Regions from separate parts of the Zea mays genome. Here regions 2, 3, 4 and 5 are each linked to region 1. Evidence: chromatin contacts called from public Hi-C and HiChIP or PLAC-seq data. All regions are on one chromosome and are shown on one strand. The core of a region is the stretch at or near the end of the contact, and the rest is flanking DNA. Distances in the headings are between cores, read along the strand shown. Region 1 holds the start of LOC100383202 (splicing factor-related). Region 2 holds the start of LOC100274741. Region 3 holds the start of LOC100280886 (chaperone protein DnaJ). Region 4 holds the start of LOC100272758. Region 5 holds the start of LOC109942891.

Region 1 (5,454 bases), core at 1,724-4,223:
TGCAATGGTTTACAACAGCACACAGCAAGGTTAAGATGTGAGTCCCAAACTTCCAACAAGAAATAAATCAGGTTGGTATAAGCTCCAAGAAAGATCAAGCCTGTCAACAAGTCGAGACAACATAGAAAAGGTGAGGTTTAATTAGTAAACCGAGCATTGCACGTAAAAGAGGGGAGCAGGGTAAGCATAAAGCATATGGTCTATTAAAGGACCACACTGCTTGAGGAAGTGCATTAGATATCAGATCCCCAAAAATATCCAGGCATTCTAAAAAATGATAATGTCACATCCTATCAAAAGCAAATGTTGTCTTTGATTTCTTCTGACTTCCTTATCATCCCAAACAAGCAATGAGCATGTTAGTCCTGACCTCAATTTTAAAAAAAGATATTATCATAAATAAGCATCCTCAATGAGATAATATGTGTGTTTGGTTTAATAAAAAAACAATACCTCTAGCAAAAGCATGAAAATCCATAACACCAAAAGATGTTGAAAGGTGAAAATCTGGCATAATATAGACTCCAGAAAACTTTTACAGTGTAGACTCATTAAGTCAAAACGAAACAATGGGTAAGATATTAGTATATGGTATATCAGCACAATGGTCAAATTTAAGTATAGTAGTATATAGTACATAAATAACAAAACACATAGAATAACACAAACATGGGTTTCCATGTCAATAAAATTGCAAATCATGCCCAATTGCATCTTGCGAAATTAATAGAACACGCAGAGAGAGATCATGTTAAGTTACCTTTTGCCCTTCATTGGAAGAATCACCCAACTTCGCTTATATCACTTCATATCTGCCATAAACTTGTCATATTCTGCATCGGCACCATAGGGAGCAGTAGGCTGGTCGGTTGTGGAGGACAAAGGTGGTGGTGGTGGTGGAGGCACTGCACTGTGGGTAGCCCAAGGTGCAGTTGCAATACTCTGAGAGGGATCAACACTAGCCAGTGGTGGTGGAGGTGGTGGCTGAAATGGTGGAGGAGGATAGTATGGGGAATAACTATAAGGTGGTGGAGGGTACATCAATGGTGCATTTGGTGCGCCAGATGATGCATATACTGATGTTGCAACAGGGTGAGTGGGTGTACCAGAACTTGGTGGTGTTACACCGGGGGGGTAGTTCTGAGCTCCATCACTTGATGTAGTGCCTGGTGGAGGGATGGGAGCTGCTGGGGGTGGTGGATACTGCACCCCATATGGAGGTGGGGCAGCATGGCCAGGTGCAGGGGGTGCAGGATTGTAGATGCTAGAGCCTGGTGGTGGCGGAGGATATGAAGCATACGGTGGTGGCTGTCCCCAAGGAACTGGAGCGTAACTCCCTGGAGGAGGTGGTGGTGGTACCCCCATGTAGGATTGGGAGGAATATCCACCTGAAGTAGGATCCGTAGGAGGATACGATGGGGGTGCTGACACTGCTGGTGCCGGCTGTGGTGGCTTTCCAGCAACTCTAACCGCAATAACTCTACCTTCAAGATGGTGACCGTTCATTGCAGCAATCGCTGCATTGGCCTCTGACACGTCTGAATACTTGACAAATCCATATCCTTTGCTCTGTCCGGTGTTTCGATCCTTGATCACCTTAGCCATGACAATATCCCCAAATTGCGAAAACAGACTGACTAATCCATCATCATCCATTGTAGGTGGCAGGTAGCCGATATACAGATTTGTCTCGTCATAGTCTTTCTTGATACCATTGAGCCCAATGACAGCAGCACCACCACCGGCTGACCAAGGCGGGTTACTCCCCGTTCCAGCAGAAGCACCACCGCTACCACCACTTCCTGTAAGAGCCAACATTGGACCACCAGATTTGTTCATGGACTCAGGTGCACTGCCGCCACCAAGCTCAGCCAGGAAGTTCTGGTATTCATCATCCATCTTCTTACCAGAAGTGCCCTTGACTGGACAATCAATAGTCGGGTGCCCACCATCCCCACAGATCTTGCACTGCACATCACTCTTAAACGTGTTCATCTTGTTAGGGCAAGCATACTGCCTGTGACCAGCCTCACCACATGTTCTACAAAACTCGTCGTCCCTAATTGTTCCATTAAGAGCGGCAAGCTCCCGGAGCTGCTGCCGCTTGTGCTCATTGAGCACCTCATCCACCGGGGTGAGCAGCTTCTCCACCATACCAGCAGCCGCATCGAGTGCCTCCTGCGTCTCTGCCTCAACAAGCACGTGGAGATCTTCGTTCTCACTGGGATCCGGCTTGAGGTCCCTCTTCTGCAGAAACTTCCCTTCCTTGACACTACCCTTCCCCCTAATGACAATCTTGGCACCAGTCTCCTTCTCCATACGCTTCTGCGTGTTGCCACGAGGGCCAATGATGAGGCCGATAAAGTTGTAGCCGGGGTATTCCTTCATGGGGATGTAGAGTTTCTTCTGGAGCTTGGGTGGGCGGTAGTCGGAGGGGGGCTTGAAGGCGGGGTTGCGGCGGATGAGCTGCGAGATAATATCCTGCCTCTCGCGGTTGAGGCGCTCCCTGGCGCGGTATTCGCGGGTGTTTATGCGGATGCCGAAGTTGTCGTAGACGGGCTCGGGGGACGGAGAGCGCGCGCCCTCGGGCCGGTCGTCGAGCGGGAGGCCCGACTGCAGCAGGCGCGAGATGTCGAGGAGGCGCGCGTTGAGAGCGTGCACCTCGGGGTCCATCTCGGCCGCGAAGTCCTTCATGAAGTCCGGCAGCGCGATGGCTGGGCGCGGCTCCTCCTCGGCCCACCGCGTTTTGCGCTTCCGGCCCACGGCCCCGCCCTCGCCGCCGGAGTTGTTGGCGGAGTCGTCGTTAGACTGCTCCCAGCGGCTGCGGCGGCGGCGGCGAGACGAGTCACCGGCGCCGTTGTGGTGGGGCTCGGAAGAGCCTGCGCGGGGCGGGTCGGAGGAAGGCTCGCGCGAGGGGGAGCGGGCTAGGGTTTCGGCGGAAGCCATGGCTGAGTCTGCGCTGAGGGAGGGGAGATGGGGAACCGGAAGGCAGTCTGATTTGGAATCGCTCGGTTTTTTTTAGGGGAGAAAAGGTCGATGGAAAGTTCGGGGGCGGTTCACGGAATCGGTTCGGTTATCGCCTTATCGGAGAAGGCCCAATTGTGAGATTTCGAAAATTTTGATGCCAATTTTTCTATTTGACGAGTTTTCGCTGAAACGAAATATGAAAACGCTGCAACGGATTTCAAACGAAAACTTAAACAAATTTCGGAAAGTAATAAAACAAAAAAGTAATATTTAGATCGGTTTTCAGATTTGACCTATAAACGCTCATTCTAATTCTATAAAATCTATATCTATATATCTATATATATTATATTAAAGCACCAGTTTCAACGGTCGTCATGCGTCATTTTTTATAAATAATTTATCACAGCTATTTTAAATTAATCCGCTGCACGTCTATAGATACCAAATGATATCCGACACGGACTAGATGCACGCGGGCCACAACTATGGCACAGACACGTCATGCCGGCCTGCTAACTGTGTCGGGCCAGCTCGTTAGCCCGTCGATTCATTTAATTAAATCAGCGTAACGACGCCCGACACGGGCTAAATGCACATGGGCCACAACTATGGCACAGGCACGTCACGCCAGCCTGCTAACTGTGCCAGGCCAGCCCGTTAGCCCGCTGAAACGAAATATGAAAACGCTGCAACGGATTTCAAACGAAAACTTAAACAAATTTCGGAAAGTAATAAAACAAAAAAGTAATATTTAGATCGGTTTTCAGATTTGACCTATAAACGCTCATTCTAATTCTATAAAATCCATATCTATATATTACATTAAAGCACCAGTTTCAACGGTCGTCATGCGTCATTTTTTTACAAATAATTTATCACAGCTATTTTAAATTAATCCGCTGCACGTCTATAGATACCAAATGATATCCGACACGGACTAGATACACGCGGGCCACAACTATGGCACAGACACGTCATGCCGGCCTGCTAACTGTGTCGGGCCAGCTCGTTAGCCCGTCGATTCATTTAATTAAATCAGCGTAACGACGCCCGACACGGGCTAAATGCACACGGGCCACAACTATGGCACAGGCACGTCACACCAGCCTGCTAACTGTGCCAGGCCAGCCCGTTAGCCCGTCGATCCATTTAATTAAATCAGCGTAAAATGTTAAAAAACAGTGCAGGAGGTGGGGTGTGAACCCATGCCTTGATGGAAGAAGGGCGGGAGACACCAGGTGAAACTGTCTAACCAGTAGATTATCACGCTAAGATGTTTTTAATATTGAATATAAATTGTATTGTTGGGGACTCGTTCTCAAATGCTATGAATTAAGAACAAGGCAACATAAAATGTTAAATGTTAATACCCTTCGTCCAATGAAGCATTATTCCTTTAAGAATTAATGCACCTCGGACGAAGGTTGTCGGGGACCATAATTAGGGGTACCCTCAAGACGCCTAATTCTCAGCTGGTAACCCCCATCAGCATAAAGCTGCAGAGGCCTGATGGGTGCGATTAAGTCAGGGATCAGTCCATACGAGTGACTCGATCACGCTTCACCCGAGCCTAGCCTCGGACTCGGGCAGCCGACCTCGAGGGACTTCCGTCTCGCCCGAGGCCCCCCTTTTAACGGCGGACACATCTCCGGCTCGCCCGAGGCCTTGGCTTCGCTAAGAAGCAACTCTGACTAAATCGCCGCACCGACTGACCAAGTTGCAGGAGCATTTAACGCAAAGGTGGCCTGACACCTCTATCCTGACGCGCGCCCCCCGGCAGAGCCGAAGTGACCGCCGTCACTCCGCTGCTCCACTGACCGGTCTGACAGAAGGACAGCGCCGCCTGCGCCACTCCGACTGCAGTGCCACTCGACAGAGTGAGTCTGACAGGCAGTCAGGCCTCGCCAGGGGCGCCATAGGGAACTCCGCTCCGCCCGACCCCAGGGCTCGGACTCGGGCTAAGACCCGGAAGACGGCGAACTCCGCTCCGCCCGACCCCAGGGCTCGGACTCGGGCTAAGACCCGGAAGACGGCGAACTCCGCTCCGCCCGACCCCAGGGCTCGGACTCGGGCTAAGACCCGGAAGACGGCGAACTCCGCTCCGCCCGACCCCATGGCTCGGACTCGGGCTAAGACCCGGAAGACGGCGAACTCCGCTCCGCCCGACCCCAGGGCTCGGACTCGGGCTCGGCCCCGGAAGACGACGAACTCCGCCTCACCCGACCCCAGGGCTCGGACTCCGCCCTGACCTCTGCCGAACGACTTCCGCCTCGCCCGACCCAGGGGCTCGGGCTCAGGCTCGGCAACGGAAGACAGATTCGACCCCAGCTTCGGAGGAGCCCCCACGTCGCCCGGCCTCGGGCGCGGGCCCGCCACGTCAACAGGGAGCGCCATCATCACTCTACCCCGAGCCGACTCGGGCCGCAGAGAACAAGACCGGTGTCCCATCTGACCAGCTCCGCCAGATAGGCAATGATGGCGCCT
Region 2 (5,161 bases), core at 879-3,378, 230 kb before region 1:
CTACACGCACTGCTCCAGCCCACTAGCCCACGACGGCCCAAATACTTTGATGCTTCGCTTCCTCAATCTTAGTAAAGAGCCCTTTACGTTTTAGTGAACTATTCCGATGTCCAATCTAGTGTAAAGACTGTAACATATAGGTCCTTTTATTTACACCTGAGGTCCTAAACTCTTGTAGAATAGTGCCCCAATCCATCAAGCTCGAGAAATTAATTAAATAAATATATAAAATGATTTTTAGTGTATTCTAGAAACTTAGAAAATTTGTATTGTATTCGTTTAAATTCTGAATTTAGTTTAACTTTTTTCTCGAACTTACAAATTTGTCCCGACGCTTTAAATTCTGAATTTAGTTTAACTTTCAAATTTAATGGTTCTCGAATTTATTCTGAATTTAGTTTAACAATGTTCCGACGCCGCATAGAATGTTCTTACTTAATTTGTTTCCATGTTAAGTGTTTGTTTCCATGTTAAGTGTAATTGTTTCCATGTTAAGTGTAATGCTATTTTTATTTATTATTTGCCTATGTGTATGTTTTGTTACGCTATTTTTATTTATTATTTGCCTATATTTTGTTACGAACGAAGATAGCTTAGCAGAAACCTAAGCCCAATTTTAAGGAAACATATGAGCACTTGGATTTACAAGTAAAAGATAAATTATGTGCTTGATCACATTCTTTGGCCTAATAATATTCATGGTTCTATTCTCATCAATGTGACTTTACAATCCATCTTACATACACTTAAATTATTAGGTAGTCTTGTTATTACTCTACATGTGGGATTTATATTCTATAAGGATTTATATTCTATACGAATTATGATGCTGCCTTATTATTATTATTGGCTTTTATTATTATGCATTGTATGATCATTTTGTTAATTGCGGAGCCACTGCGAGACCCGAAAACTGATGTCGATTAGGTCTCCTGCGGTCCTGCCGACTAACGACTATTGGTCAAACCGATGACAATTAAACATAACGCAGGAGAAATTACAGCAGGCCCACCACAGGCTACCGAATTTACACCCCGTGCTGCGACTGCGAGAGCCGATAGCTCTCAGTCCGCCTTCTTGGACGACACCTCCGACTTGGCCGCACCGACGACACCCTCGCGCGCGTGCTTGTCCTCGGCCGTCTTGGCGCACAGCTCGTCGCGCATGCGGAAGTACTTTTCGAAGGCGCGGGGCAGGAACCTCGGGATGAGGAAGACGAAGAGGTTGGCGGAGAAGTAGAGCAGGTTGGCGGCGGCGAGACACCTGCCGAACCACACCCAGGCGGCGTCCTGCGCGGTGGAGGCCCACGCGTCGTAGGCCCAGTCGAGGATGACGAAGACGCGGCGCACGGTGTAGAGCAGCGGCACCAGCGCCCTGACGGGCGGCGAGAAGGCGCCCAGCGACCCCACCACGTTCTCCGTCAGGATCTGGCACGACAGCAGGAACAGGTGCGGCGTCGCCGACCGCACCGCCGCGTCGTCGCCCCGCGCGAACCCGCCCAGCACGTGCGCCAGCGGCAGGAACAGGCCCACCGTCGTGCCCACCACCACGTACACCTGGAACAGCCTGCGGCAGCCAGACTCCAAGTTTTAAGCTAGCTAGCGGAAGGAATGAACGAAGGAAAGCAAGTGGTGAATGGATTGTTGATTACTTGCTGCCGCGGAAGATCTCCGGGGACGACTGGGAGGAGGCGGCGGGCGAGCCAGCGGCGTCATCAGGCTTGGTCGACTTATTGGCGTGCAGCGGCGGGAAGGCGAGGCGGGAGATGGCGAGGAGGTAGATGGTGGTGGCGACGGGGAACACGAGGTCGATGAGCGGGACGAGGCCCGACGCCGAGAACACCATGATGAAGGCCACCAGCTGCAGCTCGATGACGCGGAGCGAGCCCATCACGCCGCCCAGCATCGCCGTCGGCTGCCGCTCCGACCCGTGGTCCGGGTCGGACCTTGGCGCCACCGCCAGCGAGATCCCCGACATGGCGATGATATCGATCGGAAGGGAGGAGCTAGCTAGAGAGCCGATTCGGCTGTCTAGCTACTACGTACGTGCAACGAGACGACGAAGCTAGCTTAGGCACGTACGGCAACAGGCAGGGGAATTGAAGGTCGGGGAGCAGCTGCTGCTGAGTGTGTGTGATTATCTACTCGCTGCCATAGAAGAAGCCGAGATGGTGTTTGGCTTCCTCGGGCTCTGGGGCCGTGGGCAGGCGGCGGACGTGTCGGCGCATGCGCCGGGGCACGTATGGCCGGCGAGGACACGTCGCTCACGCCTGGATGCTTCTGTAGAGCCAAGAGTGTAAAAGAAAACAGGAGTCGAGGATGAGATGGCACTGCGGCTTTTTGGCTGCGCGGCGGCCGGCCGGGACGCTGGATTACATTATTCCGTTAATTAGGTCAGCATCTCTTGTCCAAATAAGCCTGCAGTTGTGTTTGAACTTTGAAGAGATCTCTGATTTTTTACATAATATAATTTGGTCTTCACCCTTCTTTTATATATCAATACTAGATATATTCTCGTGCGTGCCACGATGCTAGGGAGCATATAGAGCAGTGCGTAGGCTATAAATATAATTTTTGTTTATTTCTAAACACTAAGGTACGTGTGGTCTGTTGATTAGCCCTAAATTTCTAGAGCAGAGGAACGTGATAGGGGCAAAAAAATTGGTAGCAGTAGGTGTCTATATTAGATTCTTAGTATAGATATAGAGACATCAGTCTATAAATAATAATATAAATGCACTCTTAGCTTTAACTCTCACCTAATTTCAAATTATCACTTCTCATTTGGATTCTTAGAATGGAGTTTCATTCTAATAATAATAATTTATAATAGCAGTAATTTAGGAAAAAATTAATTAAGTTAATATAGTTATGTGAAATAAATTTGTATATTATTATTAGCAATATATAAGAAAAATATTTATGTGCTATATTTTTAATATAGAAGAGTGAATCAAATATTATTTTATAAGTTACAGTGTAGAAATATATTTTATTAATACATATAATCATTTTTCATGATAACCTTATACTTAAGGTTTACAGAGTTGTGGAATATCAAATTCTAAACTAAATAATATTTTATTAAGTAATTTTAATTTCTCTAAAATGAATAGATCTAAACGGCTCTTGAAAGCTTTTACATAGTTATATTTATTAGCATTTAATATATAAACACATCAAGAAGACAAAGTATGTATTTAAGAGGAGAGGAAAGATGAATTCCGTACTTCCATCACGACGAAATGGCTCTGACAACGCAAGTTTTATCCGACCTGTTTCAATTTTGATCGCGTGCAACTCGTACGCCCACGCAGCGGCGGAAGCTAAGATCCGGGTACGTGTCCGAACTAGCTTTCGCGGAGAAACTAGAAATGTATTTTCAAATTTCAATCATTTTTACCCTCTGTTGACGCCTTTTCGGAGCGTCAAACACTCAACAAGAACCGTGGCGGTGCCCTCTGCACAGGGGCGGACGGTCCACGCGCAGGGGCCGGACGGTCCGCGGCCTGGTGCGAGGCGCGGTGGTGCTCTCTGCGCAAGGGCGGACTGTCCGCGGCCTGGGGCCGGACGGTCCGCGGCCTGGTGCGCGGCTAGGGCTCCTGCCTGACGGCCGGACGGTCCGTGCCCTGGGGCCGGACGGTCCGCGCGTACGCAGGGAACGGCGGAAGATCGCCGACGGCGCCTAGATCTCGCTCCCGGGAGGGACCCCGTCGGGGAGTAGAGATCCTAGGTGGTGTCTAGGCTCGGGCTGGCCGACCTAGACTCCTCTTATCGACGTAGAGCCGAAGAGAGACGAAGAATTTGAGGATTGGATAGCTAAACCTAAACTAGACTAGAACTACTCCAAGGATAAAATGCGAAATAGAAGTTGTATTGATTTGATTGTTGATTACAAATCGGCCGTATACCTCTCTATTTATAGAGGAGGGGGGCTGGACCCTTTACAAACTAATTTCCGAGCTTATCCCCTGATTTTAGCTAACAACCGTAGCACAAAACTCGAAACCCTAATCTGTTCTGCGCACGCGCGGACCGTCCGGCCCACAGGCGCGGACTGTCCGGACCGCGGACCGTCCGGCCTCAGGGCCGGACCGTCCACGTGCTCAATTTGGTGCTCAACACCCTCTAATTATATAATCCAGCTTAAAAAGTTAAGAATCAGACAAACAATATATATTATTAGAGTAGATTATATAATCTAGATATCTAGTTTATGATAATCTGTAAGTCATTAGATGCTTAGTTTAAATTATTGTTCGGTTTTTTACTTACTAATGATTTATGTTAACAAACATCTTTAATAAGAATATATAAACTAGATTATAAAATCTGGATTATATAATCTATATAATATAAGCTGGATTATATAATCCTGCAAGCAAACAAACATGATAAATTAGGAACACTTATACCGCTAGTTTCATATGGTTTATAAAATATTAAAATGCATCTAATATGAGACACTAAAATACAACTTTAGCATATATAGTAGCTATATACGCCCACTGTACTACACAAGCACTACATAACATAACCGATCCCACCAAATTGCCTGTAGCAGGTTATTTGAGAAGCTTCCATCAGGGCATGAATGGCACATAAAAGTCTTCCCATTTTCCTTTTGCAATTCATCGGGGGTCCAGTCCAGTCCAGTCCAGCCTGCATTCTCCATACAGTCAGGGGAACTTTGACATCACAAGCGCCCGACTAGAAATCAGGCAATCTGCACAACGTTTCCATTTGATTTGATTTGGTACTTACAAAATGTGGCGAAAATGTACTGTTGGACTCCTTTTGTTTACATGATGGAATGGACCAGGGAACGTGCAGGACATGCAATTGCACTTCATAAGAAGTATTTCATTCTGTTATCTCTTCTCATGGCACGATATACAGCTTGGACCTGGAAAGCACCAGGCAGAACTTCAATAAAAGGGAAACTTTATGTCTACACAAAAAGAACTGAACTGAAAATACAAACTCAGAAAATAGACATAATTTTCCTGGTAAAGACATTTGAATAAAGGGGGGACTTTGTGTCACCTGCTCACTTGAAACAACACGAATTGGCCCAATTTTTACAGAAACATATTTTCCTCCTGAAGATAGTTTCTGAGATACTCGGCCCTGTGCAAACCATTTCAACATATACATACATG
Region 3 (5,581 bases), core at 1,335-3,834, 130 kb before region 1:
CAGGATCGTCGACCAACCCAGCGAGGCGGGGCCACTGAGTAATCCAACAAGACGACAGCTGGGAAGAGCAGACGTAGTACTACCAAACCACGTCGACACGACGGGACATCACCGAGCCATGCCCGGACCATGGAAGCAACATCGAGGGGTATCTGTCGAACACGACGACAGATACGTAACCCTATTGTCCCGTGGGACCGAACGACCTCGACCGTAGAAACCTCAGCATTGAGGTCTCCACAGTGACCCATACACTGGAGGGGACGGGGAAATACACCGTACCAGGCGTGCATCTATGCATGATGAAAGGTGACACTGGGGGGATAACGGAAGATGAAGTTGTACTGAAGACATCCCTAAATCCCTCCTTGAGCTAACTCAACAGAATTTGCCAGGTGTTGCCACGTCTAAATCGGAGTAGCTACAAGAAGGCGGACAAGACGCGGTGCCATACTAGAAGTACGGCGGTGCACGCCTCGGCAGACGACTCTACAAGAGCTACGAGGCCTGGAAGCGTGACCCAACAGACGAGACCACCGGGGCTACGAGGCCCAGAAGCAGGAGGCCAAACTCCAACCAGTAGAATACTAGTCCTCATTGTAACGTCTACCCTCGGGCTATAAAAGGGCAAGACAACCCCATCCAAACATTATCCCATATCTCTATGACTTCACGTAAGCAATCAGCTGTAACACGTTCCAAGCAAATACCACAATCAGCACTGCACTTGACTAGGGCTTCAGCCTGAACCAGTATAACCAACTCGCCTCGGATCCACCCCAGAGCCATATGTAGCTCACCATTCGGAGTGAGTCTGTGCTAACACCACTGTCGAATACAAATCTTATTGTCCCGTGGTTCCAGAAACCACGACACTCGGCAAAGCCTCGATAACACTCGGCAAACGCTTTCTCGAGTGTTACACTCATCAATAAGGGCTCGGTGAATAGTTTATCGGCAATGGCCTATTTGTCAAAGAAATTGAATTAAATGAACTAAATCTAATAGGAATAGCAAACACTTTGATAAATGTGCTAAAATTGTACATGCAGGTCCAAAGACCGTAGGAATATACTACAAAAAAGTTGGGGGAAGAGAAAAAAGCAAATAAACTTTGCCAAGTGTTATCCATGGACATTCGGTATAGTTAACGAGTGTCACATACCGACTGCTGACGGTAATGTGCGGAGAGTCTTAGTATGTCGAGTGTTTGTCACTCGATAAATAGACCTTTTGCCGCTGAGAGTCTTCACTCGGTTAAGATGGTTGTTGTCGAGTGTCATTTTTTCGATACACCGCAAGTTAAAAGACATATCTATAACAGTAACCCACCGCCTCTGATCGTACGTTCTATTCTTTTTCTGATAGTAGGAAAAAATTTGTAGTAGTTACGTACGTCACATCGCCCTTTTAGGACCATCCGGAAGGTAAGGATTCTCGTCATGTCATCACCGCCTATTGTAGTCGGGCGCACAAATGTGAACGGGTTCCATTTTGATTCGTGCGTTCACACGCACATGCCCAGGTACTACAGTGTTCACTGTCCCCTCTGCACTGAACTGAATGAACGATGAACGGGATTATTGGATGTAGTGTAGCGTCAAACGACCTCGCTGCTGCGTGAATTTGGCATCGTTTGGGATGCTTTTGTTAAGCGACATCTTTCACGTACGCTTAGAGAGAGGATGGAAGCTCAGAAATAAATCGCCAGCTCCAAGATCTTAGCGGTCGTCAGAGAATTGTAAGTCTTGGCATGAGCAAGACAGCCAATAATTGGGAGAATTGCGAGACGAGCTGTGCGTTGCGTAACTCATCTTGCTATCCAAAATAAATATAGCGCGTTTCAATAATTTTTGCTAATCAATCCAGCGCGCTAGCTAACAAATACTACTACAATCTCAATCTCTGATCTTTTTTCGTCCAAAAAAGAGAGCAAGAGCTCCGCGCCGTCATTCCCTTGTGCCAGCAGGTCGCCCGCGCGCCGCACAGAGCCGCCTTCATCCATGATCCGGGAGAACCGGCGGGTCCAGGAGAGGCGAAGAGACGAGGCATCGGCGTCGGCGTCGGCGTCGGCGCGACGGACGGTCAGGTGGTCATCACCTGCCAGTCGGTGCGGTGCGCGCGGACGTGGCGATCCGCACGGGCGCGCGCCGGCCGGTGCCGGACCCGCCGCAGCACCGGCACGGCGTCCGGCGCGTGCCGGCGCACGCGCCGCACCCGGAGCGGCTAATCTTCTTCCCGCGGGCGCCGGCGTCGGACCAGCGCGCGCAGAGGCGGCAGTCCTCCTTGCCCGACCCCCCGCACGCCTCGCAGCGCGGGGCGCCTCCGCCCCAGCGCAGCGCGGGGCCCCCGCCGGGCCTCCACAGCGCGGCGCCCGCGGACGGCGGCGAAGACCTGTTGGCCATCGCGACGCCCGCCAGCATCCCGAGCCCCGCCGACGCCACCGCGATCGCCGTCACCATACTGGCGCGGACCGGCCGGGCGGTGCTTTCTTGGCGCCTGTTGGGCTCTTGCGCTCCTGTGCTTTTGCTTGCTATGGCTTTCTCTAGTTCTCTGTCTCTTGCGGTGGAGGACCTGGTCGACTGCGTGTGCGTGAGCCGGCGAGGAGTTTTATAGAGCGGAGCACCAGCGCGAGTCACCCGGCCCGACGACCCGTCAAGACGAGGCTGCTGCCGGTCGCGGCCGGGTGGGTGGCTTTTGGCGATTACCAAGCTGGCTGCTACTGCTAGTGGCCCAGTGGGGGAGGTCACTTGTCGGCGCTGTCGCTGTCGAGTTGCCTGCCCTGCCACCTTGATCGCCTACCCTCTCGCTCTCCTTGTGCTGGCGGTGGCGGTGGCCCCACTGATTCCAGAGGACTGGCCCTCTGCCATTCTCCTCACCGGCTGTCCCTCGACAATACGGTTAGGCCGACAGGCACACAAGATGCTGGCAATAATCTGTGGTATCGAAATACCATTTCTATGCAACTACCACTAACTTAATCCGCAAGGCATCATAATACTACTTGGCGATATAGATTGAAAAAAAAACGTGCCGCATGATATGAAACTGATACGGTTATTATAAAGCACAACATTAAATATGGCACTATCAGACACATACACGATTAGTAATTGTATCATATCATGTCTATAAATATGGTCAAACATACTATAGCGTCTAATCGTCTCATATAAGTATTACTAGGTATATGTCCGTGCGTTGCAACGGGTGACACTTGTGCACGCATAGATCTCGTTTACTGGTGTTATCAATCGACGAGTCACACTTGTGTACGCATGTCATTGTTTAGTAATATTATTAACTGAACTCTTGGCGGCAGGCAAGGGAGGGGGCATCGAGAGGCGGGCTCGGGGCAGGACATCGGGTGTGTGCGAACGCGAATCGCGTCGAGAAGTAGGCTCGGGGGCAGCAGATGGCTGGAGGTCGTGGCATGCGGAGCGCGGTGCGGTTGAAGTGAGAGGCGGGGAAGGGCTGGAGGAGGACATGCGTGGATGGTTGTGCCAAAAGTGTCGAGTCCATTTGTCAGAGATAGGAAAGGCAGAACCAGAGAGGGTCAACCTACCCCTTACCTTCTTCATAGTAGTATAATCAGTTACATGTACGTTGTTACGGACATACATAAACCTTGTTTAAATAAGATAGTTATTTAAACGTGTTCCAACAGAATTTGCGAGTAAAGTTTGTTTGGTGTTTATACCTTTCCCTTGTGATCTTCTAGACTGCCTTCTTCATCGAGATAAGTAGAGATTGACATATCCTATTTTAACATGAACCATTCCTATATTTCAGTTACCAACTGTTTTTCTCTATGTGCGTGAAACGTTGTGGGTTCCACAATATTGTATAAAGCTTGGATATATTGGGCACCAACTATATATGAAGCTAGTTTATCCATGTCAACTTCTGTACAACTTTACATCCACAAGTTACATTTGCCTGAAAGAACCATGGAGTAAAAAAAGGAAGAGAGGCTTTGATTTCCTCTAAAGCATGCAACAACCAACATCTTATCTTCTAGCTATATGTCAACTGTATCAAAATTGTGGAACCCTGTAACAAAATAACATAAACATAAGTAATCTTCTCACGTCAAAACAGATAAAGATCAAGACACAAATTAGTCTTGTGAGCTCACTTGCAGTGAAGTCAAAAGTCGCAATATAAGTTAGAAAAAAATCACTCCCTAGATCACCCAATTGTCCAAACCCTAAACCCTAAAACCCACAGGTTGTTATGAACTCTGCTTGTTGAGGTTTACCAATAGGACGCCGATGCTATCAGTTGTAGAGGGCACACAGATGTGTGTTGATCTGCGTTGACTGAAAATGATCAGTCCCGGTCAGATGTTGTAATATGTTGTAAGATTGTGTTTCCCATCATAGTTTAGACTGCGGAGAATGATGCTATACCAACCTGCATCAGGAACCATTACTATTAGACAATATTAAAAAAATCTAATTTATTTAAGTATAAGACACCGTTTTAAGGTGAACTGATATGAGTTGGATCAATGAACTGTATCAATAAACATATGGTTCATGCCGCTTGGATGATAAAAGTGGAGGCTTACAAGGATGGTGTTGCCCGTCCTGAATGGGTCCTCTAAGATAGCCTGTAGGTTGCTAGTAAAACAAAAAATAAGAATGCATCCAAGCTTGGCGTGCCATGACACTCACTGTCCTCATCGGGGCCTGGGTGGAGCTGGAGTCGTCCTAGTTCCACTTTGGCAGCTTGCTGGGATCGGTCACCTGGCTAGACAGGGTCTAGCCCAGCACCAACCAGATCAGTATGATTTTACAAAACAGAATAGAAAAAATATAATTGCAGTGGTAGCGGTGAGCATGCAGCATCATTGCATATTTGTACATACATGAAACCACATGTTCATGGGAGAGGGAATTTGAAATATGTGCAACATCGACGATGCACATACCTGCTTTGGATAAATACCTGCAGAGTTACGAATTGCACGAGATGTGTTGTTGACAGTAATACCTGCACTGTTACGAAGAAGGTCGACCAATAAGGTAAATACTAATTGAAATGTGAGATTATGAAGCTATATTGCATAAACACACCGCTAGATGCCAATCTCTGGATGGAGAAATAGAAAACAAATATTCCCTCCATTATATTCTCATTAGGTATTAGAGATACAACTTCGACCACTATCGCATCATATTTAATTATAAAGCTAATGTTTGTGGGATTACGAAATTACTTTTCAACAAAAGTCTACACATGTCTCTTCTGTTTGCAAACTAAACAATTATTATAAACTGATAGGTGGAGTTTCAAAAGTTCAACTGCATCTTGTTTGGGATGTTTAATGTTTGAGAACAAAGGGACCATTAATGTACAGAACATCAACCTTATCGAGCTGTATATCTGGTTAAGCATGTCTTCCTTTGCTTTCTCCACTTATCAAAGCACAATAACCTAACAAGTAAAGACTACCAGTAAGAAATTGACACAAATAAAAGGCCATTTAAACTGATTGACACAACAATAACCACGAACTTCTTGAGACATCTATCTAAGTTATTCTTCAGGATCAATAGGTCTACATGCCATAGTA
Region 4 (5,765 bases), core at 3,245-5,744, 140 kb after region 1:
TCCGGATTTGTAACTTCCTCGCCGCCTCACTGGCCACTACTAGCTTCCACACCACCCGCTCCCATTCCCGCATTATAGGCATGCTTGGTTCACTACCTCTGTCACACTTTGCCTAACTTTTCTGCCTAAAGTTAGTTATTCAATTCGAACGACTAACCTTAGGCAAAGTGTGACACATTTAGCCACAAACCAAACATGCCCTATGTCTACGGGCCTAGGCTCGGGGCCTGTGAGCTTGTTCGGTTAGAGATGAATTGAATCTCTTTTTATTCAAAATTGTATAGGAAGAGATTTGATCTCTTCAATCTTCTTTAATCCAGATGCAATCGAACAAGACCTACGATGGGTACCTGCCGAGATCACTGTAGCTCTACTACACGCAGAACGATCCGCCCCTGGCATCCGTCGCTGTTGAGCAGCGTGACATGTTAAGTTTTCGTGTTCCTGTGAGCCAACGACGATCGTACGATTCCAATAAAAATCAAAATCTAATGGCTATGATGGATAAAAAAGCTAAATCGTTTATAGTATACTAGTTAGGTGCCCATACAATAGTACGGTCTCTCTCTCACTCTCTCTCTATATATATGTAGCCTTTGGCCACTAGGGCTCAGGCCCTACTCTTGGGTCGAAATATTGCTAGGGATCCGCTCAGAAAAACGTATACAATAGCACTTGTCTTCCTAGCCCAGCGTGTAAGTGCGATCGTCGTGACTCTTCCCGTTGGTGCCTCACTCGTCACTCCGTGGGTCGTGGCTAGGGTTTCGTGGTGATTGGTGAGAGCAGCTGAGAGGGGCAGCAGGCCACGACGGTCACGACACCATACCCCACGCGGCCCACAACCACGCAGTAGCCAGCAGGCGACGCAGACGAACAGCGCGCATGCAGGGGCGCAGGAGGCGTCATGTGTGCTACGCGGCAAGCAAGTGAGCGGCGCGGTGGCCAACGGCCACGCGCGGGCAGGGACTCTGGGCGCAGGAGGCGGCATAGAGCGTGCGCACAAGCTAGACGCATGGCACAAGCTATAGCGACCAGGCCGCCAGGGGCTGCTTGCTTGCTTCCAAGGGTAGTAGGGCGAGGTGCCGTGGAATTAGATCCTCTATGTCTCTATTGAAGTAGTGACTTGGTGTTGGTGAGCCTCTCTTTCCCCTTCCTGGGTTGAGTGAGTTCCTACTATGTGGTGCTTAATTGAGTGAGCAACCCAATTGTTGGGGGCCTTCTTCTTCCGAAGGTCCTTAAAAACTTAACTAACCTATTTTTAGTATAACAGACGGTTTCAGGAAGCTTCGGCTGTAAGATGAATGCATGCATAATATGAAGGTGCAGTCTGAACAAAGGACAAGCTAGCTCCGAAACTGTGGCTGAAGGAGCTTCGGCTCAGCACGATTGACGATGGTGAAAGGATAAACCGACTTAAAGGGGAAAAGACTGTTTAATCCTCGATAGCTTGCCTTAGGGTTAACAGTAAATGTCAAGGACTTGAATGTAATTTCATCCAGGCTGCGTCCTGTGCCTATAAATAGATGAACAGTAACACCATACTGTTCACGCTGACTTATAATCATTCACGCATCACTCCTGGTTTTTCACCTTCTGTCAAGCCAAAGGTACAAATATAATTTAAATATCGTTGATGTTTATTCATGATTAAATAATAAGGATATGAATAGTCTAATTAGTTGAAATGATTATTCATGTTCCCTTCACGTTTCATATATCTCTGTTTATATCTTTGCTTATTGAAATGATGAAGGTACGTCATTCATGACCTTCGTCCGAAGATCATTATATCATAAGGAAGATAATGTTACGAAAGACGAAGATCTTTAACCATTAACACTTGTGTTGTCTTGTTCTTGATTCATAGCATTTGAAAACAAGTGACCAACACCAATCAATTGATCATTGATCATTGAGTCAAAGATATATCATTTTCTTATATATAGGTAACTAAGTAACCACTTGTTTAAGTCAATTTTACATTAAATTGTAATTATTGGGTTCAAATAAAGTTTATATGTGCTATTATCTATACATTTGCATGGTTTAAAAAATTGTAGCTGCATAAATATTTTTTAGTGTGACCCTACCCTTATCAAGATCCTGGCTCCACCACTGATCGCAATTGTATCGGCAGATGCAGTCCACATATCGGCCGTGCTTATCCGAGTATGTCACGATTATGGACCTCCTAATGGCAAGTTTTGGATAAGCATCTCTCACCAACTCTTTGCCAAAGAAAAGGGAAGGTGTCGAAGAAGCAGCTGTCAAGTGCAAGCTGATATGAGAGTAGTACACAATTGCATATAGTATAGCTCATAGCCTCTTGACACATGACACCGGGTCCACGTCCAGGTTTACCTTTTCGAGCTAGTTTGAGAGCCATAAGAAGGGATTGAAGGACTAAAATCCACTTTATAGCTAGTTTGAGAGTCATAAAATTGAAGGAGATTGCAGGGCCTAGAATCCTTTTCTTTAGAAGCCACAAAACCGGAGGGGATTTGAGGGGCTAGAATTTGAATAAGAAGTGGATTCTAGCCCCTCCAATCTCCTCCAGTTCTGTGACTCCCAAACTAAGCTTCAAATTGAATAAGAAGTGAATTTTAGCACCTCCAATCATCTTCGATATTTTAGCTCCAAACTAGTCCTTCGTGTGCAAGGTGGTTGAGTTAATTACTCCGGCAGTGAACGAAGCAGCATTTGTAATTAAGCCTACATCCACTGTGATGATGGGATCATCGAGAGATGAGGCCATGCATGCACAGTTCATTTGTCAAATGATCGACTTAGGGTATGTATAGTGGTGATTAATATAGAGGCTCTTGAGATGTTTAAAGAGATTAATTGCGAAAATTCGTGGAGCCATCTCTCCGTAAAGAGACGCATTTGCCTCGTAACCCAAATAGCAACAGACGTCTCACCTCCCACTGTACTAATTCGTTGTCTGGTCTATCGATCCGATGTTGTACACACACATTTACTTCTGTATTTATTAATAGACTATATTTATATACACTCCATTGTATAATGAAGTCTCTTACCGTGTGATTGGATGCATGGGCGTGCGTAGCCAAGCTCGCATGAGCATGTTTCACTGAGTACGACTAATTTCTACGTATCTGTGGATCTAGACAAATTCTAAATTGCATCGGTGCGTGCGTGCCAGTAAGACTAGATGCAGCGAACCAAACACAGGTCGAGTCGTGGTCAATACATGTGGAGAGTCTGACTCTTCATATGCGGGCAACCAAACACACGATTAGTTATATCTTGTATTTGGAGAACCGTTTTGCTGTCTCTCTGCTATACATGCCTTAGAGCTGGTGTTAGGTACTATAGAGTTCCATGTTAATTTGATGCACATGTCGACACTCGGCAACAACTACTCGATGTCAGATGTCAGATTTGTGGTCGTGCGCTGCTGCTTCTTTTGGTGACTTGAAAGCAACACGAGCAGTTTTTATCAATTTTTTATCAACTCATTATAGAGGTCCCTACATCATTTTTATTAACTGCGGTTAAATGTACATTTTTTATATTGTTACATTGTTACTCAAAGTTGACTGTTATTACATGTTTCCAATCCAAAGTCTAAAGGAATCGGCCATATAGTTTGTTTGAGTTTGTAGTATATGAGGAGCATCTCTTTTTATGGTCTTTTTGCAACCCCAAGATGTGGGGATGTGTTACAGGTTTTTATCATATATTTGTACCATGCAATATAATGAAGCATAACCCCTTTTATTTGTTAGATTGAACTTCTTTGCCGGATGTAGTGTGATTTCAATTGACACTACACGACAGTTGATCTTTAGCGACCCTTATTAGATACCAACTGTTGGTTGCTAAAGGTTAGGGGGCGACGATCAGTCGCTAAATCCTTTTGTAGCAACGGTCGGTAGGTCGCTAAAAGTCTAAAAATTTAACAACTTATGGTTGGTCGCTATAGATGTCTTTGGGGACTAGCGGTGGGTCGCTATAGAGCAAGGATCACTATCAAATCTTATAGCCTGAACGTGCCTGTAGATGTTAGTGACTAAAAATTAATTAAAACAATTAAACATTGATCGCTAAATTGTAGTAAAGAAAAAAGAATTGTAGAAAAGAAAAAAAGAATTATGGAAAAGAAAACGAATTGTAAAAAAGGATTTTTAAGGTTTTGAACCTTGAATCTGTTTGACTCAATTTTTAAGGTTAATCATTTTGTATATAATTATTTGCAAAAATCTCACTTTTATTGTTTTATTGTGACACACGGTTGATTTAAATGGAATCTATTCGAAAATTATGTATTTTATTTATAAACTATTATTTTTGGGATTTATTATAATTTTTAGAGAGTATATATATTTTTTGTTACAGTAAAAAGGAAATTCGAAAAAAGAAAAAAAACACAAACCCTATCCTAATCGGCCCACTAGGGGCCCAACACCTAACCCTAGCGCGCGCCCTGGCTCCTCCCTGTGGCCGCCGCCTCCTACTTCCTCTCCCTCAGCCGCCACCCACTCTCTCCTCTTCCCTCTCTCTGCACCGACTTCTGCGGCAGCGGCGGCGACGCCATGGGCCCGGTGGGCTTGGCCGCCGTCCTGTGCTACGGGGACACCGTGACGCAGCTCCACATCGTGGGCGCCGCGGGCGCGGGCGCACCGCCTCTGCCCAGGAACTTCTCCATCGGGGTCGTGGTCACAACGCTGTCCAGGCTCCCCGACCTCAAGGTGCTCACGCTGTCCGGGCTCGAGCTCTGGGCCCGCTGCCGGGCAAGCTCGGTCGCCTCGCGTCGCTGGAGATCGTCAACATGAGCGGCAACTATCTCTTCGGCGAGGTCCTGCGGGGCGTGTCGCGCCTCGCCGGTCTCCAGACACTGGTCCTCGATGACAACATGCTGGGCGGTGAGGTGCCGACCTGGATCGGCGCCCAGCCGTCGCTGGCCGTCCTGAGCCTGCGGAACAACACGTTCCAGGGCGTCGTGCCGGAGTCCCTGGGAAGCGCCCCCTCGCTGCGGTCGCTCGTTCTCGCGTCCAACAACCTGTCCGGGAACCTGCCGGACATGAGCCAGCAGGCCAACCTCCAGGTGCTCGACGTCGGCGGCAACTCGCTCGAGCCGGCGTTCCCCAAGCTCGGGAGGAAGGTGGTCACCGTGGTCCTGGCTAGGAACCGGTTCGTCGCCTTCCTCCAGAACCCGCAGCTCGTGCAGGAGTTCAGGCCCGACAAACAGTACAACATCCACATGCTCCAGGAGCGATATCAGGTCCGGGTTCCCCCCTACTCCCTCTGCTCAAGTCCCGTTTTTGAGACATGTATACTTTGGTTGGCTAGGCATGCGGGTTTGTGGATTTCCGTGTTTATTAGATGTTGTTATGAAATTATGAGGTTGTGCGGTCATTAAAAAGTCTCAAATTGATTTGCTCATACATCGGAGCAATCTTAGGGGCTAGGTGTTTAGTTAGCATATGATTTGGTCCTAGTTGTACACTATGTTGCGAGGAATCTTGAATTGGCTGAATGGTGACTTTAGCTCCCATATTATGGTAAGTAGATTGTGAGATGTGTTTTATTGGCACTATCTATAATTTAGTATGTTATAGGCATTTTAGCACATGTGTCCTAGAATATAGACATATGTAGTTCTTCCTATTATCTTAGTTGATTCCCTTGTATCTTATAGTCCAAAAAGTGATTTCGCCATTGTGGCTAGTTCAGGTTTATGTTCTTTCAACTCTAGCAAGGGACAATTCACAGTGAGAGTTTTCTCTGCTGGATCACTG
Region 5 (5,347 bases), core at 1,639-4,138, 160 kb before region 1:
TTTCTGACTTTGTTTGTGTTGTATACAATTTTAAAACAACTGGATCACAATTTCATGGTCATGTTTCGTGGGCATGGTGCTCGAAAATTCCAGTCTGTTCCTGAAATAGATCGTAACTTGTGCTAAATAACATGAATATCATTTTTGCATTCACTATTTTCTATTTTTTGAGTGACTTGCAGTTCAAATCTGAATTATCCGAAAAAATCAATTAAACAAACTAAATGTAATAGTTATATCAAACTATTGTGTGCCTGGGAACATGGTACCCAAAGAAGGCCCTAAGACCTCAAAAAATGGTCCGCCTATCCATACTGTTCGGTGGGAAGGCCCAAAAGGCCACCTAGGGACGGTGCACCGAACAAACATCCACCGAGCGACCTAGCAAGGCGGGATCGTCGAGCAACCCAACGAGGCAGGGTTGTCGACCAATCTGACCACCGAGCAACCAGCGAGGCGAGGCTGCCGACCAACCGGTCCTCGGAGCAACTCAGCAAGACGACAACCGACTCCCAGGAAGAGCTGTCTTGGTACTATCAATCCACGTCGACATGACGAGACATCGTCGAGCCATGCCCGCACCGTGGAAGCGGTGCTGAGGGGTCTCTGTCAGGCACGACGCCGAACACGTACCATTGCCGACAGGTGGGACCGGACAACCCCGGCCGTATAAACCTCAACATCGGGGTCTCTATAGTGACCCATACACCGGAGGGGACAGGGCAATACACCGTACGAGGCGTGCGTCTACGCATGATGAAAGATAACGGTAGGGGATGACGGAAGATGAAACTGTACTGAAGACATTCCTAAACCACTCTTTGAGCTGACTCAACAGAACATGTCAAGCACCGCTACGTCTAAATCGGAGTAGCTACAGAAAGGTGAACAGGATGCGACGCCATACTAGATATACGACGGCGCACGCCTCAGCAGACGATTCCACAAGAGCCGCGAGACGCCGAGACCCAGAAGGAGGAGGCCAAACTCCACCCCAGTAGAATACTAGTCCTCATTGTAACGTCTACACTTGGGCTATAAAAGGGCATGACAACCCCCCATTCCAAAGATTATCTGATATCTCTCTACGACTTCGCACAAGCACTTAGTTGTAACACGTTCTAAGCAATACCTCGATCAGCACTGCATTGGACTAGGGCTTCGGTCTGAACCAGTATAACCAACTAAACCTCAGATCCACCCTTGATCCCCCCATAACTCATCATTCGGTGTGAGTCAACGCTAACACCCCTGTCGAACACAAATCTTATTGTCCCCCGATTCCAGAAACCACGACACAAACACTTTGATAATTGTGCCAAAATTGAACATGTAGGTTTATATACTGTAGTAACACATCACAAAAAGTTTGGGAAAAAAGGAAAAAAAACAAATATACCTTGCCGAGTGTCAAGGACACTTGGCAAAATAAAGGTTTGTCGAGTGTTTGCCAGGTGACACTCTGCAAAGAAGATATTTTTCTGAGTGTCAACATCTTACGATCGGCAAAGTTAACAGCCGTCTACTATAGATGGGTGCTGACAACCCTTAGCCGAGCGTCGCGTTACGCCGAGAGCTTGACACTCGGCAAAGACTTCTTTACCGAGTGTGTTTCTATGCCGAATGTTTTGTCCTCGGCAAACTAGGTCTGTGTCGGGAGTCTTAGTTCGTCGAGAGTGGCACTCGACAAAGCTTGCTTTGTCCGATAAATTGCACTCATCGGTAAAGCGCCGAGGACAGAGTCGGATTCCGGTAACGTATATTACATGTCGTGGATTATAACTCTTGAATAAATATTTTTTTTAACATTAATCACTTATTATGTAGTTATGAATTGCTTTAGTTTATGTTATGATTTTTTTTATTATTGCGTTAGCAACGCCTTAATTTTTGTTGCCACGGCTAGGAGTGAGTGAGACAGCAACCTATCCTGCGACGTGACACACGCCTGCTGTTCATGGCGTGCGAGAAACGCGGAGAGGGCTCGAAAGTCGAGTGAGGTTTAACAAAAGGGATGTAGTGTAGTGTACATACTAATCACCCGTGGCCATGAATCCATGATGCTACAGCCTACTACACAGTACCAGTACAAGAGAACGTATCTTGTGCGCAAGGAGCGTTGGTGCTTCCATGAGCAAAATTAATCCAGACCACACCCTCCACATACAACGGTGCTGTGTCAGGGGGTTTTGTAAGATATTTCTGATTACAGCATCCAGCTTCTTCACAGACACACCCACCCCGTCATCTGTCTTTCGTAACGGCCACCAGAGCCCTCTGCGCGCGCACGGCTACCCGGACGGCGGCGCGTCTGCGGGTGCCGGAGCCACGGCAGCTCCGGCACGCCGCGCGACCGGATCCAGCGCACGTCCTGCACCCGACGTCGCCGTCCGACCACCGGGCGCAGGGGCACGCAACCTTCCCTGTGCCACCGCACGCCGCGCAGTACGACCCCCGCGCGCCGCCGCCGGCGCCGGCCAGCGGCGGCGGCGGCCTCCACGCCGAGCACCACCCGCCGTCGGCCGCTGCTTGGCCGACGAGCGCGCCGAGCCCCGCGGATGCCGCGAGCACGATGGGCCCGAGCCCGACCATCTCCCAAGAATCTGACGGCGTACAAAGTAGCTGCTGCTACTCTGCTTGGTGCTCCGATCCGAAGATCTTTAGTCGGAGCTCGATCGACGTTCAGCTTCGAGCTAGGATGCGTATGGCTGTATGTATGCGTATGGTAAGGTGTTGTGCTTGCATGTATTTATAGATAACACCACCTAGTGCACTGCAGAGTGCCAGGGAAGTTGCGCGCCACGACAAAAAGCCTCGCTGCGAGAAGCAAGGGTTGCCCAGCAGTGCTGTGCAAGTAGGGCAACTGGAACCGGGAAAATGGGGCAAGGTGTGCGAGAAATACACCAACACCACAAAACGGAAAAGGCGCAAGTGGCCTTCCAAACTGTAAACGACAAGGCCATTTTTTATTTTTTGTCTGCTTCTCTGATCGGCGTGCACCGCATCGCGCCGCCGCGCGTAGTACACGACAAAGTTTCTTCGTTCTTTGCTAAACGAGAGAGAGAAAAAAAATCTGTCCATCTTTAAAATTTAGACCCAATATATGGTTCCATCTAGGGAAAAAGCGACGAACTACGAGGAACCTGTGGAAAGGATGATTTCACACAACACAATACAACCTGGCCGCGATACAACCAGAATGCTACTTCACTTTAGTTGGTTTAGCTTTTTTTTTTGACTCAATAGTTTGGTACCTGAGTTGTTGTTGGGCCGTCGGCCCTGTTGTTTGCGCTTCAACCGGTTCTGCTTCTGCTTTGGGGATAGGGATACATCCGAATTATATGACGAATTTAATATTTGTTGTTAAGAATATAATGAAAGACAAGAATAAAATTATGTATAGTTTTTATACTATTTTCTCCGAAAAAGTGAAAAACGTTAGAATTCAGATTTATACCAATTATTTAAAAACATATAGAATAAATTTGAGTTTTACTTTTTCTGAATCTTAATAAGTTCGGTGCTAAAAACAAGAATATAAATTTGCGTAGCAAACTCTATATTATATTTGTCCGTGATCGAGAAAAAAGACCAAACATGTAACATCCGAATAAGTATCCGGATCTATCCCTATTCGGGGATATATATAGTGACCCTTTTGACCCTGATTGAACTCGCATGTTTTTTTCTAAAAATAATTATCTGTACTTACCATTCTTTGTTTTTACTTGCAACACCGTATAAGTGGCTTGTAAATATTAGCCTATCACAGTCATGTACAAAGGCCTGTTTGATTGAAAATTAGGAAAGCAAATTACTGTAAGGTAACAGATTCTGATCATCATATATCGAACGACTGATGTCTGGCCCAGATAGCGTTTTAAGGCCACTAGCAAAACAGGCCGAGATAAGGCTACTTCATGAATCATGATTGCAGCGCACATTCAATGGCGGCCAGACGGCCAGTTGCAACTAGACCTCAGCATGGCTTTCTAAGGTTGTCTTCAGCTATTATCTCTAAATTCAGTCATCTATATCCAACTTTTACGCCACGTCGTTAAGATTCTACTCCTTATATTTTTCATCTCCTGCAACGGTTCTCACTAAATTCTCTCCATATACACCAGTATGGTCATAAAATATTATTTTCTATCTCTACTTTTTACCTATTATTATTTTTTCATCTACTACCAATTACTTGTGGACACAAAATATGAGATGAAACATTGCGAGGGGGACACACCACAACCAGGATAGATAGAGAGCATACCAGCCGAGTAGGGCATGTAGGGGATGCCGTTGCTGGCTCCCGCAGCCTCCTTCCACTGCTGCAGGTAGGGAGGGGGCGAGGTAGCGACAACATTTGAGGACAGTTTAACCCGACTAGAGATGATAATAGGTACCCGCGATCCGATACCCGATGAGTATTTACTCCATTAGTGTATATATCTGGACTAAATATTTTACCCGTGGATATGTTATTGGGCAAAAATCTTCACACAATGGGTAAACGGGTATTAGAACGTCCCACCTTCACTCATTCCCGTTAACCCGTGGGTATAAAATACCCAATATAAACTTAGCCCAAGCATGAACTTGGACTTTAGTCATCCATCTTTTTTACTATTTAACAACCTTTTAGACTATAATGTCGTAGAAGGCTTAACGACAATTTAATGACCATGTAATGGAACATGTAATGTGCTATGTAGTTACTATTTTATACAATTATCTTTGGTGTGTTGAATGGATGGTTAAATGATGCTAGAAAATTTTGTAATGGTATTTATATGGATATACTTGACATCTGTATAGTATAATATTTTGATAGATGTTTAATTTTTGTGGGTACGGGTGATCCGATGGGTGACCCATACCCACATGGGTATGGGTATGGGTATGAGGTAAATCCATACCCACCAGTGTATATGGGTGACCCAGCTAGGTTATTTTTGTGTCGTGGGTATGGGTATAGGGTAGTAATACCCTGTGAGTATTTACCTATTGCCATCTTTAAACCCGACCAACCGACTTGACCTGCTCAAAAAATCTAATCAGACCTGCTGACTAATATAACGTGTGGATCATAGTTTTTGACCCCCAAATAATCCACGGCCGAGCATGAGTCATGATTTTTTTTCCAAAATTCGACCCAACTTGAAAAACTTGATCCAAGCAAAAAAATGACTCGGCCCATAAAAAATTGACCCGACGCGTCTAATAGAGAGGTATGGACCAACCCGACCCAACCTATACTAGTCACGAGCTAGGTACGGACCATGCTAAACGACACATGACCCGACCATGACCTAATCCAACGTATGAACAATTTTAGATAAAACTAAAA

The links. A called contact is a pair of places that touch in the nucleus more often than the background predicts. HiChIP or PLAC-seq counts read pairs in DNA pulled down with a chosen protein or histone mark.
Region 2: a Hi-C map of leaf mesophyll shows a contact between it and region 1, with 2.2 times the contacts expected there. The contact joins the promoter of LOC100274741 here to the promoter of LOC100383202 in region 1. A contact is called at or near these places in 5 of 25 Hi-C or Micro-C datasets (bundle sheath, ear, leaf and 2 more).
Region 3: an H3K4me3 HiChIP or PLAC-seq map of leaf shows a contact between it and region 1, with 2.7 times the contacts expected there. The contact joins the promoter of LOC100280886 here to the promoter of LOC100383202 in region 1. A contact is called at or near these places in 11 of 25 Hi-C or Micro-C datasets (bundle sheath, ear, leaf and 3 more) and 1 of 3 datasets of contacts at active chromatin or transcription factors (leaf).
Region 4: a Hi-C map of leaf shows a contact between it and region 1, with 4 times the contacts expected there. The contact joins the promoter of LOC100272758 here to the promoter of LOC100383202 in region 1. A contact is called at or near these places in 7 of 25 Hi-C or Micro-C datasets (ear, endosperm, leaf and 2 more).
Region 5: a Hi-C map of leaf shows a contact between it and region 1, with 4 times the contacts expected there. The contact joins the promoter of LOC109942891 here to the promoter of LOC100383202 in region 1. A contact is called at or near these places in 10 of 25 Hi-C or Micro-C datasets (bundle sheath, ear, endosperm and 2 more).

The regions. Positions count from the first base shown.
Region 1 is chr10:111,488,862-111,494,315 of Zm-B73-REFERENCE-NAM-5.0, reverse strand. LOC100383202 (splicing factor-related) reads right to left here and starts at 2,973. Exons shown (of 2, transcript NM_001175864.1): 1 at 761-2,973; 2 at 1-100. The coding sequence starts at 2,946. The coding sequence ends at 802.
Region 2 is chr10:111,721,612-111,726,772 of Zm-B73-REFERENCE-NAM-5.0, reverse strand. LOC100274741 reads right to left here and starts at 2,128. Exons shown (of 2, transcript NM_001149035.1): 1 at 1,652-2,128; 2 at 958-1,566. The coding sequence starts at 1,977. The coding sequence ends at 1,065. It overlaps LOC100192614, which reads right to left. Exons shown (of 6, transcript NM_001137829.2): 4 at 5,046-5,129; 5 at 4,764-4,905; 6 at 4,397-4,661. The coding sequence ends at 4,849.
Region 3 is chr10:111,622,361-111,627,941 of Zm-B73-REFERENCE-NAM-5.0, reverse strand. It overlaps LOC100280886 (chaperone protein DnaJ), which reads right to left and starts at 2,584. Exons shown (of 1, transcript NM_001364650.1): 1 at 1,603-2,584. The coding sequence starts at 2,462. The coding sequence ends at 2,097.
Region 4 is chr10:111,354,234-111,359,998 of Zm-B73-REFERENCE-NAM-5.0, reverse strand. LOC100272758 reads left to right here and starts at 4,494. Exons shown (of 2, transcript NM_001319979.1): 1 at 4,494-5,248. The coding sequence starts at 4,796.
Region 5 is chr10:111,645,357-111,650,703 of Zm-B73-REFERENCE-NAM-5.0, reverse strand. LOC109942891 reads right to left here and starts at 2,888. Exons shown (of 1, transcript XM_020545457.2): 1 at 1,981-2,888. The coding sequence starts at 2,592. The coding sequence ends at 2,245.